Regions from separate parts of the Sus scrofa genome. Here region 1 is linked to region 2. Evidence: chromatin contacts called from public promoter capture Hi-C data. All regions are on one chromosome and are shown on one strand. The core of a region is the stretch at or near the end of the contact, and the rest is flanking DNA. Distances in the headings are between cores, read along the strand shown. Region 1 holds the start of LAPTM4A (lysosomal-associated transmembrane protein 4A). Region 2 holds the start of SDC1 (syndecan 1).

Region 1 (6,285 bases), core at 843-3,342, 160 kb after region 2:
CCATAAAAAACAAACCCTCAAACAGTATGGGCTCATTCCATTGAAGTTTATTTCTTGCTTGTGTTACCATCCAGTGTCACCTGTGGCTTTCCCCTTTTTGGTGATTCAAGTACCCAGGTGTCCATCCTGTGACTCTGCTCAGCCCCAGGGCCTCAGACTTCTCTGCATCAGCCAGCAGAGAATGAGGGAAAAGAAGAGCAAAGACATTATGGGCGGGACTTCCTATCCCACTTTCTTAAGAGCCCTGGCCCAGTCTGACTCATGTCTTTTCTGCTTAGATTCAATTGGCAATAACTATTCCTACAGCCGCCTTGCGATAAGGAATGTTGGAGGAAGGATGCTAGGAAATGTAGTCTCTGGCAGGGCAGTCACCATTTCTGCTACACAAACCTCCCCTACTCTCCACTACACTTTTTCCATACTATCACTTCTGAGTTGGCTCAGCCTTTCTGTCCCCAGCCTAGTTTTCTTCTACCATCCGCTTAGACATCACTTCCCCCAGGAAACCTATCCTGATAGGTTAGATTTTGGGGGAGCCACGCTCATGGCATACAGAAGATTAAACCTTTGCCAGGGAGTAAACCTTTCCCGCAGTAATGACACCACCAGATCCTTAACTCACTGAACAACCAGGGAACTCCTAGGTTAGATATTCCTTTTCCATATTGTGCTTCCATAACATCCTTTATTACCCTGTGATAGCAGATATCACCTCTACCATAATGAATGTGAGGGCTGACTTTCTTTTTCTCCTCTTGCACCCTGAGCACATGGAAGTTCCTGTGCCAGGCATTGAACCTGCACTGCAGTTGTGAAGTGCGCCACAGCTGCAGCACATACTGGCCTTGTAACTTTGGACATGTAATGTAACTTCTTTGTTGAGTCAAGTAACATCAAAGTGCCTGCCTTATAGATTTGTTGTGTTTGAAGATGAAATGATTCAAAATAAAGTGATTGGACACATGTATACTACATAGCAAGGGCTATGAAAAACAATTTGTTTTGGTGTGGTGGGGATTATTAGTCTACTCCCTGATTAGTGGAGAAATTCATAATTCATTCTGAGTTAAACTGCTACCACCTCATTCCATTCTTTAGTGTAGCTTGGCTTAACTATGGATGGCCTCCCAGAAAGTTTAAAAGTATGATGCAAAGCAGGGTAATTGTGCGTGGACAATTCCTTCAGTGCTGAGAAGTAAGCAGAGTCTCTGCTGTTCTAGAATGAACATTTTAGTGGGGGAGATAAATAATCAACAATCAATATACAATTTCAGACAGCATTCACTGAAGCCATGCCAGCGCAATAACCTTTACACTAAATTCAGCACAGTGTTCAGCTAAGAATGGCAAAGGGGAAGACCTTTTTTTTCTTTTTTTTTCTTTTGGTCTCTTTAGGGCTACACCTGAGGGACATGAAAGTTCCCAGGCTATCGTTTAAATGGGCTCCATAGTTGCCGGCCTACACCACAGCCACAGCAATGTCAGATCCAGGCTGTGTCTGTGACCTACACCATAGCTCACAGCAACACCAGATCTTTAAACCACTGAGCGAGGCCAGGGATCGAACCTGTGTCCTCATGAATACTAGTCAGGTTTGTTACCATTGAGTCACAATAGGAACTGCCATTTTTGTCCTCTAAACACAAGTGTACTTTCCAAAGAATAAAACCATGTATTTTCTTAAAAGTCATGTCTCATACAAATACAAAATGAACAGTCTCAAAGATCTTATTTAGTAATTAATCAATAAGGGGACCAGTAAGATATAAGAACCAGTTTAAAGAACCAATAAAGTAACTACTTACATTGTTCAAACCAGGACTGGGAAAAGAATTTACAAATAGCTGCAAAATGGCTTTTTCCAAGGAGGGGGAATTCAACAAGAAGTTTGATGGACAAGAAGAATATTTCCTCTTGCTATCAGTTATCTACAATTTAGAGTTGAACAGATGTCTACTGAAAAAAACCCAAAAAACAAAAAAACCATGCACAACCTAAAAGCTGAGAACTATGTTTTATTTGCCAGATTTACTGAGGACTTGAGTCCAGGAGACATTCTCTCAGACAGCTCTCAGGGGCTGTTCTAAAGAGGTAAAGAAGCAGCGGATATACAGCGGTTTTTTACAAAAAAATCCCAGGTAGTCAGAACATCAAGATCACAGGGCTTTTCCATTTATGGTAAAATCCAAGAGTCTAGGCTTACTGAAACTATCCCTTTGATATGCACCTTACCATCGAGTGCCAGCAACCTATTTTTCTGCTATCCTGAATCCCCTCAGGGTGTACCACCCACTGGTGGTGGCTTCAGAGGCTGATGCCTTGATGCCACAATTTCCTTTGTTTACTGAAATGGGCAGATGACATTCTTTGCTCCCTTAGCTCCACAAGGAAAGATGGAGAGCCCCTGTAGATGCAGAATACCCAGAAAAGTGAGCCAGACAATGGCTGGTTTTTCACGGAAAACGCCTAGGTCCCTGTGTTTCACCATTTTTGTGAAATTGTGTTTCCTTGTGTGTCATTGTGTTTCATAATTTTTCCGTATAAACGTCACTCTATCATTACCCAGGAGCTAAGCAGTTCTTCCACTTTATTTTGCTTCTATTTTTCTCAATCCTTCTTAGCTGCCCTTGGCAGGGAATGGTATTTCTTTGCTTCTACCATGGAGGCGTCAGTGTGAGTTAAAACAGAAACCTAACCTTACTCCTCCAGGAAGTCCCGAATTTCTTCAGTCGAAAAGGCCCCGGAGCGGGAATTAGCCCCGCCCCGCCCCTTCCTCACAGGCCCCGCCCCTGACCAGCCCAATAATCAAACTGCGCGCAAAGGTCACGTGAGCAGCTGTTGTCCCGTGACACTTCGGAAGCGGTACGTGGCAGACGTCACTCAGAAAAGTCCTTCGTGCAGGCTTTCCGCCACCCACCTCATCTCGCCTCTCCTTTTTGCCATCAAACGCTTCTCTTGGGAATGGTGAACTACCGACCTCGCCCCCAACCAGAACTCCTCTAGACCGACGAGCTAGCTCATGCCCTCACGTGAGAGGCGGGGATTTATTAGTGCTAAGACGAGTTGCGATTCTGATTGGGCGTGAGTCTTGTCAATCTCCAGGCTTTTCCAATCAAGGGCCGCGTCCGCCCAGCTTTTCGCTCTTCTATTGGCCTGAGTGCGGGAAAGGTGGAGAAAAAGGCTAAAAGGAACTCGCGCGAGAGTGGCGCTCGGTACTCAGTGCGCAGGTGCGAAGCCTCTTGGCTGGGGCCCTGGCCGGGGGCTGGCTTGAAGACGCGTCGTTTGGTTTTGGACGCTTTGAGAGAGCCGTCTGGTATCAACCGCTGGGCGGAAGGCGTTTGTCAGGGGCCCGGCCACGAACGAGGCCCACGAGTTTCCCGATGGTGTCCATGACTTTCAAGCGGAGCCGCAGCGACCGGTTCTACAGCACCCGGTGCTGCGGCTGTTGCCATGTCCGCACCGGGACGATCATCCTGGGGACCTGGTACATGGTAAGGGCGGGCGAGGCGCGGGGATAGAAGCCCTGGGGGGAGTGCCCAAGAGTGGGAAGTGGGAGGGGGGCTGGTCCGAAAGGAAGTGAGTGTTCCCACTGGGAGGGGGTGGGGCGGGAGGCGTAGAGGACCTTCTTTGCGGGGGGGGTGGGCTCTAACTTTGAGGTGGGGAGAGTGTCTCGGAATCGGAGGGGTTGGGTGGCGATGGGAAGGTTGTTGCTTGGTAGGGTTAAGAGGAGAAAAGCAGGATTGGGAAAGGCAGAGGAGTAGCGGGCAGTGGGTGGGGGGCGGGATGAGGGTGCTAGGTTTTGGTGTGGGGGATTCTGGAAATTACCAGGTTTCGAGATCTTTTTGTGTGCTTCCGTGATCTGAAAGAACTCTCCCCTCCCCCAGTGCTTCCTGGAATTTGTTTTTCCTAACGAGACAATTAGGACCAGACCTTCATATATGCAGCGTAGTTTTAATATTATGCCTTGCCTGAAGGAAAAGTGACAGATCTGGTTTCAAAGCAGTTGTTTGTGGTTCCTTGGATCTTATTTGTTACATTGTGTTTGTGATGTAGGCAGAAAGGCCTCTGTTGTGAGTCTGGACATTGGCCTAGCGGTAATACCATTTACCAGGATTTACTTAGACTCGATTTGCCTTTTCCTGATACAGTTCCCCTACCCTGCTCTTGAGACGCTTATGCTATCAGACCCATTCCATTTTTTTGAGACCTTTATTGACAGCCTCTTCCGTTTTGGCTACATATGCTAGCATTCTCTGTGTTTTAAGATCTGTGTAATTTTATGTCATAACCAAGTTGACGGTGTTATTGATTGGGGGGTTCACTAGTAATACCTTTGTGATTTCTTATCATCTCCAGTACCCATATAGTAAATAAGCTAATTTGTGACTTCTAAATATGTGATTCTATTTAGGTAGTTATGATGACTTTACAGACGTTTTGACAAACCTCATGTTGTGTACTTGGCCACATTTGCTAATGACTTCGTGATTTTAAAAATTTGTATTACTTTTGGTTTGGGAAACTGTGGCATTAGTGAGACTGCAGTTTTCTGATAACTTCTCTGAACTGCAAAAAAGGAAGAGCTTTACCACACATTCTTTTTGCCTTTCTTCTCTTTACTTGCTACCCCAAAGCCTCCATCGAAACTATTATCATTTGCCAAACACCAGTTGAAAATCATCCTCAGGCAGATAGATACAGGTTCATGGCCCACCCCCAGGGGGCTACCTGAGCTCCCCATTATTCCTGATTGCTGTGTTTTTACAGTCTGTTTTAATGTACATTAAAAACAACAAAACTTGACTGTGTAGGCTTATTTGCATGTTTCAAAATTTATTGTAATATTTCCTGTACTTTTATGTTAGGAAACATCATCTTAGTGCTATAGTTAAATCACATTTCCTCCACAGAGACCCCCCTCCCCCTTGTTTTATATTTTAACTAATTTGTAACACTGGACATTGATTAAGTTCATGGCAGTAGCAGCATTGTGTTTCTTTTTAGGGTCGAACCCGTGGCATATGGAGGTTCCCAGGCTGTGTTTCTTCATATTGCTCAGCGTCTGGGTCTTCAGTTTCTTTTGTTTGTCCTTAGCTCTGCTTTCCCTGAATAATTCAAATCTTTAGGGTCCTCAAGACTCAACCTTGCCTCTTTGGAAGATAACCTTCCCTCCTACTTAACTGAGAGAGCCCAGCAGCCTGGGACTCTTGCCTGCAAGCTTAATTTTCCTGTTTCTTCTCAGATTCTTCCCTCCATTCACAGAACAAAGGATTTCTAACTCCTCCTCAAGAAGAAAATAAGCACCATCTCAATTTCAGCCATCTGAATGTAATTGGCTGTATTTCTTTCCAAGGCAGATTTTTTTGATGCTGTGGGCTCAGCTCATAAAAATTAAAGGAATAGCAGGGAAGAGTAGGAGCTATAAACCACAAAACTCAAAATGCAGAGGGAAGAACTTTAGTAAGGGCATTTCTTCTGAACTAGAGAGCGGGGAGTTTTAATTCTGTCTCCCACTGGAAGGACTCGACATGAGAAAAAAATCCGTGCTTTAGTTTCATTAAAAAAAAAAGTGCCATGGATATTGTTTCTTTGCACAGATTTTTCTGGTTAGGAGAATATTACTAGCTGCCTAAATTAATTAACATGTTTTAAGAGATCTTGATCATCTACAATGTATGGCTATGGTGCACATACAAAAAGGATAAATCACTGGGACCTATGTTATTCGTCTTTTGTATTCTTATTATCTGCCACACACAGGCTCCCAAGTGTTTCTTGCCTTGACTCTGGCATCTGCCTTTAAGATATTGATGCTATTGCAAAGAACTTTGGAGCACAGATACAACCATGCAATTTATGGTACAGTTTCAAGGGAGAAGGAAGTGGTCAGTAGTATCAGATTCAAATTAGATTAAGGACTGGAAAAGGCCGTTGGTTTTGGCAATTACAGTTTTTGCCGGTGACTTTGAAAAGTGTGGCTTCAGAATCATAGCAGTGTAAATGCACACTTTTCTGCTTAGTTGGGAAGACACATGACATTTAGAAAAACAAGACCAGGGAGACACAAACAGAGGACTTGTCCACATAGTTGCATTTTGTTGCTAAAGAAAAGCTTCTTTATTAAGACAGGAATACTACAGGAGTGGGTGAAGTAGAATGTCACTTCCCTCTCCAGGTACCTTGTCAGGATCCTCTTCCTCTGCTGTTCCAGGTGGTAGAATATTGATGATCCTCTTTAGATGATCCTGTGCTGTTTGGAAGGTGGGGGTGCAGTCCTCCCTCCTG
Region 2 (5,444 bases), core at 1,428-3,927:
GATGGAGCCACAAAGGAGATGACAAAGCCAAAGAGTGGGAAGGGCTTAAGTTCCAGTGCTGTGAGGTTTTTGTTGGTGAGTGGGTAATACAGGCACATGCAATAAATGTCTATTATTCAATACTTGAGGGGAAGCTAGCAGCTGAGGTCGAAAGCATCTTCTAATTTAAAAAATTAGACAAGCAGAAGTTACTGCTCAGCAGTAACGAACACCGACTAGTTTTGTTTGTTTGTTTGTTTTTGTCTTTTTGCCTTTTCTTGGGCCGTTCCCGCGGCATATGGAGGTTCCAGGCTAGGGGTCTAATCCGAGCTGTAGCCGCCTGCCTACGCCAGAGCCACAGCAACGAGGGATCCAAGCCGTGTCTGTGACCTACACCACAACTCATGGCAACACCAGATCCTTAACCCACTGCTCAAGGCCAGGGACGGAACCCGCAACCTTATAGTTCCTAGTAGGATTCGTTAACCACTGTGCCACATCGGGAACTCCCACAAACACCGACTAGTATCTATGAGAATGCGGTTCGATTGCTGACCTCACTTAGTGGGTTAAGGATCTGGTGTTGCCGTGAGCTGTGGTGTGGATTGAAAACATGGCTCAGATCCCTTGATGCTGTGGCGTAGGCAGGCAGCTGCCGCAGTGATTCAACCCCTAGCCTGGGAACTTCCATAGGCTGTATGTGCAGCCCTAAAAAGCAAAATAATAGTAATAATAATAACAACCCATATTAGGAACACAAATCAGAACAAAGGCCTTGCCTTAGTGCCTCCAGATGGGGGGGCTTGAGGGCCCGAGCTCAGCCAGACTTAACTCTTTAGTTGCCAGATCTAAGGAGGTTTGGGGGATCCCAAGGATGGAACCGATGAGTGCAGACAGATTGGCCACAGCAGTGCAAACGGGCTGATGTTCCTGTGGCATTCCACGGGGCCACAGGGGTTTGAGGAGGCCCAGGTCCTGGGTACTATGGGACTTCAAGAGCTTCTGAGAGGGAGAGATTTTCCTGCAGAACCCGGGCTGGGAGAAGAAGCAAGCAGGCCAGCAGTCAGCTGGGTCAAGGCAAACCCTGACCCTCTACCTCCACTCTCAGTGTACGTGTCCTCCTTAGGGCTCCTCCTCTTCCTAATCGGCCCAGATTTACTAAGGCAAATTTACTCAGCTTGAAAGAGTAAATTTCTAAATAAACTGGTCATTTTTATTTTATTTATTTATTTATTTTGGCTGCACCCATGGCATGTGTAAGTTCCCAGGCCAGGGATCAAAACCCTTGAAACCGAGCCATAGCAGTCACAATGCCAGATCCTTAACCCATTGAGCCGCCAGGGAACTCCCTCAACGGGTCATTTTTATAATATAAAGAGGCTCTAACAAATATTCCTTGACCCCAGTTTTCTTTGTTTTGTGGAGGAGAGAAAAGCAAAATTCCAAACTGACCTATGTTTCCTCCATATTGAGTTGAAAGGGCTAGAGAGCTGACTTCAGACTATGAGCCAGCCCCTGGCAAACACCCTCATGGCTTTCTATTCAAAGGGCCCTTTAACCTGTCAGGACGCCCTGAACTCCTTGGAGAGGTCCTGCCTGGTGCCATGCGGTTAGATGATCCTTGAAATCAAGGCCTAAGAGAACTGCTTCAGGCCTTAAGAACCTGCAGGAGGCTCTGCAGGCGGAGATGGGGACGGTGGGTGGGGAAGTCGGTATCTTTGGTCTCCAGGTCCAAGGTCACATTGCAGGCAGGGCCCGGCAGGTTCTTCCCCTTTTCGTTCAAGGCCATTTGCTCTACAGACCTTCCATGGTCTTTGAACACCTACACAGAGGCTCGGGATTGCTGATGGCACCACTGAGGTCTAAGGCCCCTCAGGGAATCACGAAGGAGCAAAAATGCCAGTGGTGCTTCTCAGACCTGCAGGCTGGAAGTCACCTGGGCCCAAGGCTGTTTACTTTTCCTTTTGACTCAGAGAATGAAGAGAGAGGGCACTGCTTTCTATCAAAAGACACTGAAAAGTCCTTTAAAATTTTTTAATTTTTTTAAACAACCCTTCCTGGGCGTGTCCAGCTGTTTAAAGTAAGGCCCCTAGTTTCCAGCACTGGCAGAAGGCCAGCGCATGTGGAAACTAGTGCTGGGGTGTAGGGTGAGAGGGCGCAGAGAGCACCATCCGCAGCCAGGGAAGGGGCCACTGATTTAAGGGCCCATCACTTCGGGCCCCCGCACAGCCTCAGAAAGTGTTCCCGCCCGGATCCGGGAGTCCAGCGCACCTGGAGGGGGCTCGGTGTTCACGCCCAGAGGGCGCTGCAGACTGGCGCCAGCAATCGAGGACCAACTCCCGCCCCTCCCGCCAGTCTCCCGGGCAGAGCCTCAAAACCCTTGGCCAGGGCGGTAGGGGGGTGCGACCAGTCCCCAACCCCCGGGAACACCGGAGCAGCAGAGCCGAAACCCGGGGAACCGCGGCGCGCGGGGACCGTGGCCCTGGGGGTAGGCGAGGCTCGGCTTCCCTGGCGCGGTGCGGAGGCGGGGCTGGGGAGCCGGGCTTGGGGCGTTCCTTGGGGGCCGGGCCTGTGGCTCAGGGGGCGGGGCGGGGTTCTAGGGGGCGGGGCTCTAGGGGGTGGGGACTGGGGCTGGCCCCGAGACCTGGCGAGCTGGGGGTGGGGGGCGAGTTTTTTGCAACGGCTAAGGGCCTGCGGGTTTATTATAAGGCGGAGCTCGGCGGGAGAGGTGCTAGCGGTAGCTGAGCGGAGCCGGAGGAGTCTAGCACCAGAGCGAGGACTGCAGCCAGGGGACCCCGCAGCCCTCGCCTAGGACAGCAGCGCGCTTGGGCATCGCTCAAGGGAGCTGGGCGCAGCGCAACCCGCAGAGCCGACTCGGAGCCTCGCGCAGACGGCTCAGCGCCGCGCACCCCTGACCCGCGCAACCCGCTGCGCTCCCGCCGCTGGTCCGGGCAGCATGAGGCGCGCGGCGTTTTGGCTCTGGCTCTGCGCGCTGGCGCTGCGCCTGCAGCCGGCCCTCCTGGTGAGTGCGGCCGGGGGCTTGGCCGGGAGGTGGCGGGAAGCCGGGGCTGGCGGATCGGCCGATACCGGCGACCGCACGTGGAGGGGGAGGGGAAGCGGGGACTTCCCCTCTTCCCGCGCTAGCAAGGCTGGCGGGGAGACTAGGAGCCCCGAAATCAGGGCTCTTGACCCAACTGCCTCCGCCGTCGGGGAATGGGGGGGGGGGGCCGTGGGTTCCGCAGCTCCGGGAGGAGGCTTGGGGCGTCCCGTGGAGCAGAGCCTGCGCCGGGGCCCCGAGCTCAATTACGTAAAAGGGCTCCAGTGGCGAAAGAGCCAGCCAGCCAGCGGCGGCTCCTGGGGTCGCCGGCTCCCACCCAGTCACCCCGGGCACTGCGGCGGCAGGGCCCCTCGCCGGTGACCCAGGAGGATGCCGAGATCGCGGCTAATACGCCCCGCCCGCGGACCCTAATTCAAACCAGATCGGTCGAGCCGGAGCGCCCGGCCCCTCTGGCAGAGGCAAGTTTGGGAGCAGCGGAATCGGCGCGGGAGCAGGCGGGCGTGTGCACTAAGGAGCCCCAGCCAGGGCTGCGAGGACGACCGGGGCGGGCGGACAGAGGTGGGGTCTCGGCTGTCCGTTGGCTGGCCGAACGGAGCCAGGCCGGGTGTAGCAGGAGGTTCCGGGAAGTTGGCCTCGGAACGCAAGAGACCCGCAGGAACCCAACTTCTGGGCTGTTGAAGTTGTGCTGCCTGCGGAGGGGCGAGAGCCTGCGCTGGGCACGGTCGGGGCGCGCGGGCTGCTTCCACGCGAGTGGACCCGGGAATGGCTTTACCCCTCCCCCGGCCTGGCTTTGTGCTGGAGCAGCGCGGAGGGAAGGCGGGTCCCTTGGCCCGCCCAGTGGAGCTAGAAGAAAAGGGGGACAAACGTGGAGCCCGAAGCTGGGGGGAGGCCGTGGGGTAGAACTCCAGCACCCACCTTTGGAGAGGGGTGGGTCGCCTCTAAAGAGGGATCTGGCCGACAAAGAGATCCGGAGGGTCCCCAGAAAGTGCTCTCCCGCCCCAGCCGCCGTCCGCTGGCCCGCCTTCCCCAAAGGGGGCGCTTTGTTCTCGGCCCCGGTAACCCTTTCCTGGGAACCGCCCCGCGGCTCCAGCCTACTATGGGCTGAGACCTGGGCTGCCGCCAGGTGTCAGCGCTGGCCGCCGGGTGCTCACGTCCACCCCCACAGCCCCCACAGCCGGTGCCCGAGTCCCAGGGTCCTCTCCTCTGCTCCGTGTGAGCCAGGTCGGCCATCCCCGGGGATGGAGAGGGGAGGTGCGGACCGAGGGGGCTCGCCCCCTTCCGGAAGTGGCGGTCTCTCGCTACCACATCTGGACGGCTCACTTCCCCAGCTCTGGCAAAAGGAGGCACGTGGGAGGGCAAGGAGCGGCGGCCGGGGGTGGGTACCCCGGTCCTCCACTTACAGTGTATTTTCCGGCCAAGTCTCTCGGCAACACCAAGCCAACCCTCTGGAAGCAGGTCCCTCTACAATAATAGTAGCTCTAGTTATTGAGAGCCTTGGGGTATTTTACAGGGTCCGGCTCAGGCAAGGTGTTTTTCAGACCGATCTGTGAGGTGCCTTTCTTGCTTCCCAGGTGACTGCTGTGCTTGGAAGCCTTTCGGAGTCTAGGAAAGGGTCCCCGGTGTCTCGTGAATTGCGGATGAGTTGGAGTGTGTGCCTAAGGGGTGCCCTAGCTGGAGGAGCCTTGGGGGCAGATAGGATTTCTGAGCTGGGTCTCCAGGGTGCTCCTGGTTTTCAGGCGCTTTCAAGACATGGGCATCTGGCTTCTCCTTCGCTCGTGAAGGTCGTGTCTTCTGTGGGATACAGATTGCACCTTGAACCAGTAGTTATGCCCCCACTCTCTCCAGGCTCAAGCTGGGGCCTCAGCAATACTTCACCGATTTCCAGCCAGAGTCAGGAGGAGTGGTGGTGGTGGTTCTGCTGCCTGCCTTCGCCGAGCCTGGCATGCCTCTGAGCCGGGATCCCAGAGCACCCTTTAACTGGAGAAGGCAAATGGGATTAGAGATTCTCTCTGGACGGTGTTCTCCAGGGTGTTTCTGTGAGCTGGGAAGGAGCAGATGTTGTTTTTTTCTTCCTGTCCTGGAAACTTTGATACTTTGCAGAGAAGCAAAACTCACAGCAGAGAGAGGTTGAGTTTCTAGGGGGAAAGGAGGGGCAGAGGAAGGCTCCTTAGAGCTGCAGTGGTGGGAGGGCTTCCTGGAAGGGGTGGTTGAGCTGAGCCTGAAAGCACTAAGCTTTGGGGTCAGACTCTTGGCTCAGAGCTGGGGTTTTCGTTTTCTTTTTTATAGAGTTTGGTTTGTTCTATCTTTCCCAGCTCTGTTCTTTGTCCTTTCTCGTTTACATTTGGTGTCCATATTTCCTTAAAAATGGCGACCTAGGAGTTGTCTTGTGGCCCAGTGGATGTCACTG

Evidence for each region. Promoter capture Hi-C pulls out the DNA fragments that hold promoters and counts their contacts.
Region 1: a contact with region 2 is called in a promoter capture Hi-C map of fetal skeletal muscle, with 2.1 times the contacts expected there. The contact joins the promoter of LAPTM4A here to the promoter of SDC1 in region 2. A contact is called at or near these places in 2 of 5 promoter capture datasets (fetal liver and fetal skeletal muscle), 2 of 47 Hi-C or Micro-C datasets (embryonic fibroblasts and liver) and 1 of 2 datasets of contacts at active chromatin or transcription factors (alveolar macrophages).

What each region holds. Positions count from the first base shown.
Region 1 is chr3:118,149,774-118,156,058 of Sscrofa11.1, forward strand. LAPTM4A (lysosomal-associated transmembrane protein 4A) reads left to right here and starts at 2,093. Exons shown (of 7, transcript XM_005662724.3): 1 at 2,093-3,491. The coding sequence starts at 3,381.
Region 2 is chr3:117,984,908-117,990,351 of Sscrofa11.1, forward strand. It overlaps SDC1 (syndecan 1), which reads left to right and starts at 2,678. Exons shown (of 5, transcript NM_001243190.1): 1 at 2,678-3,001. The coding sequence starts at 2,936.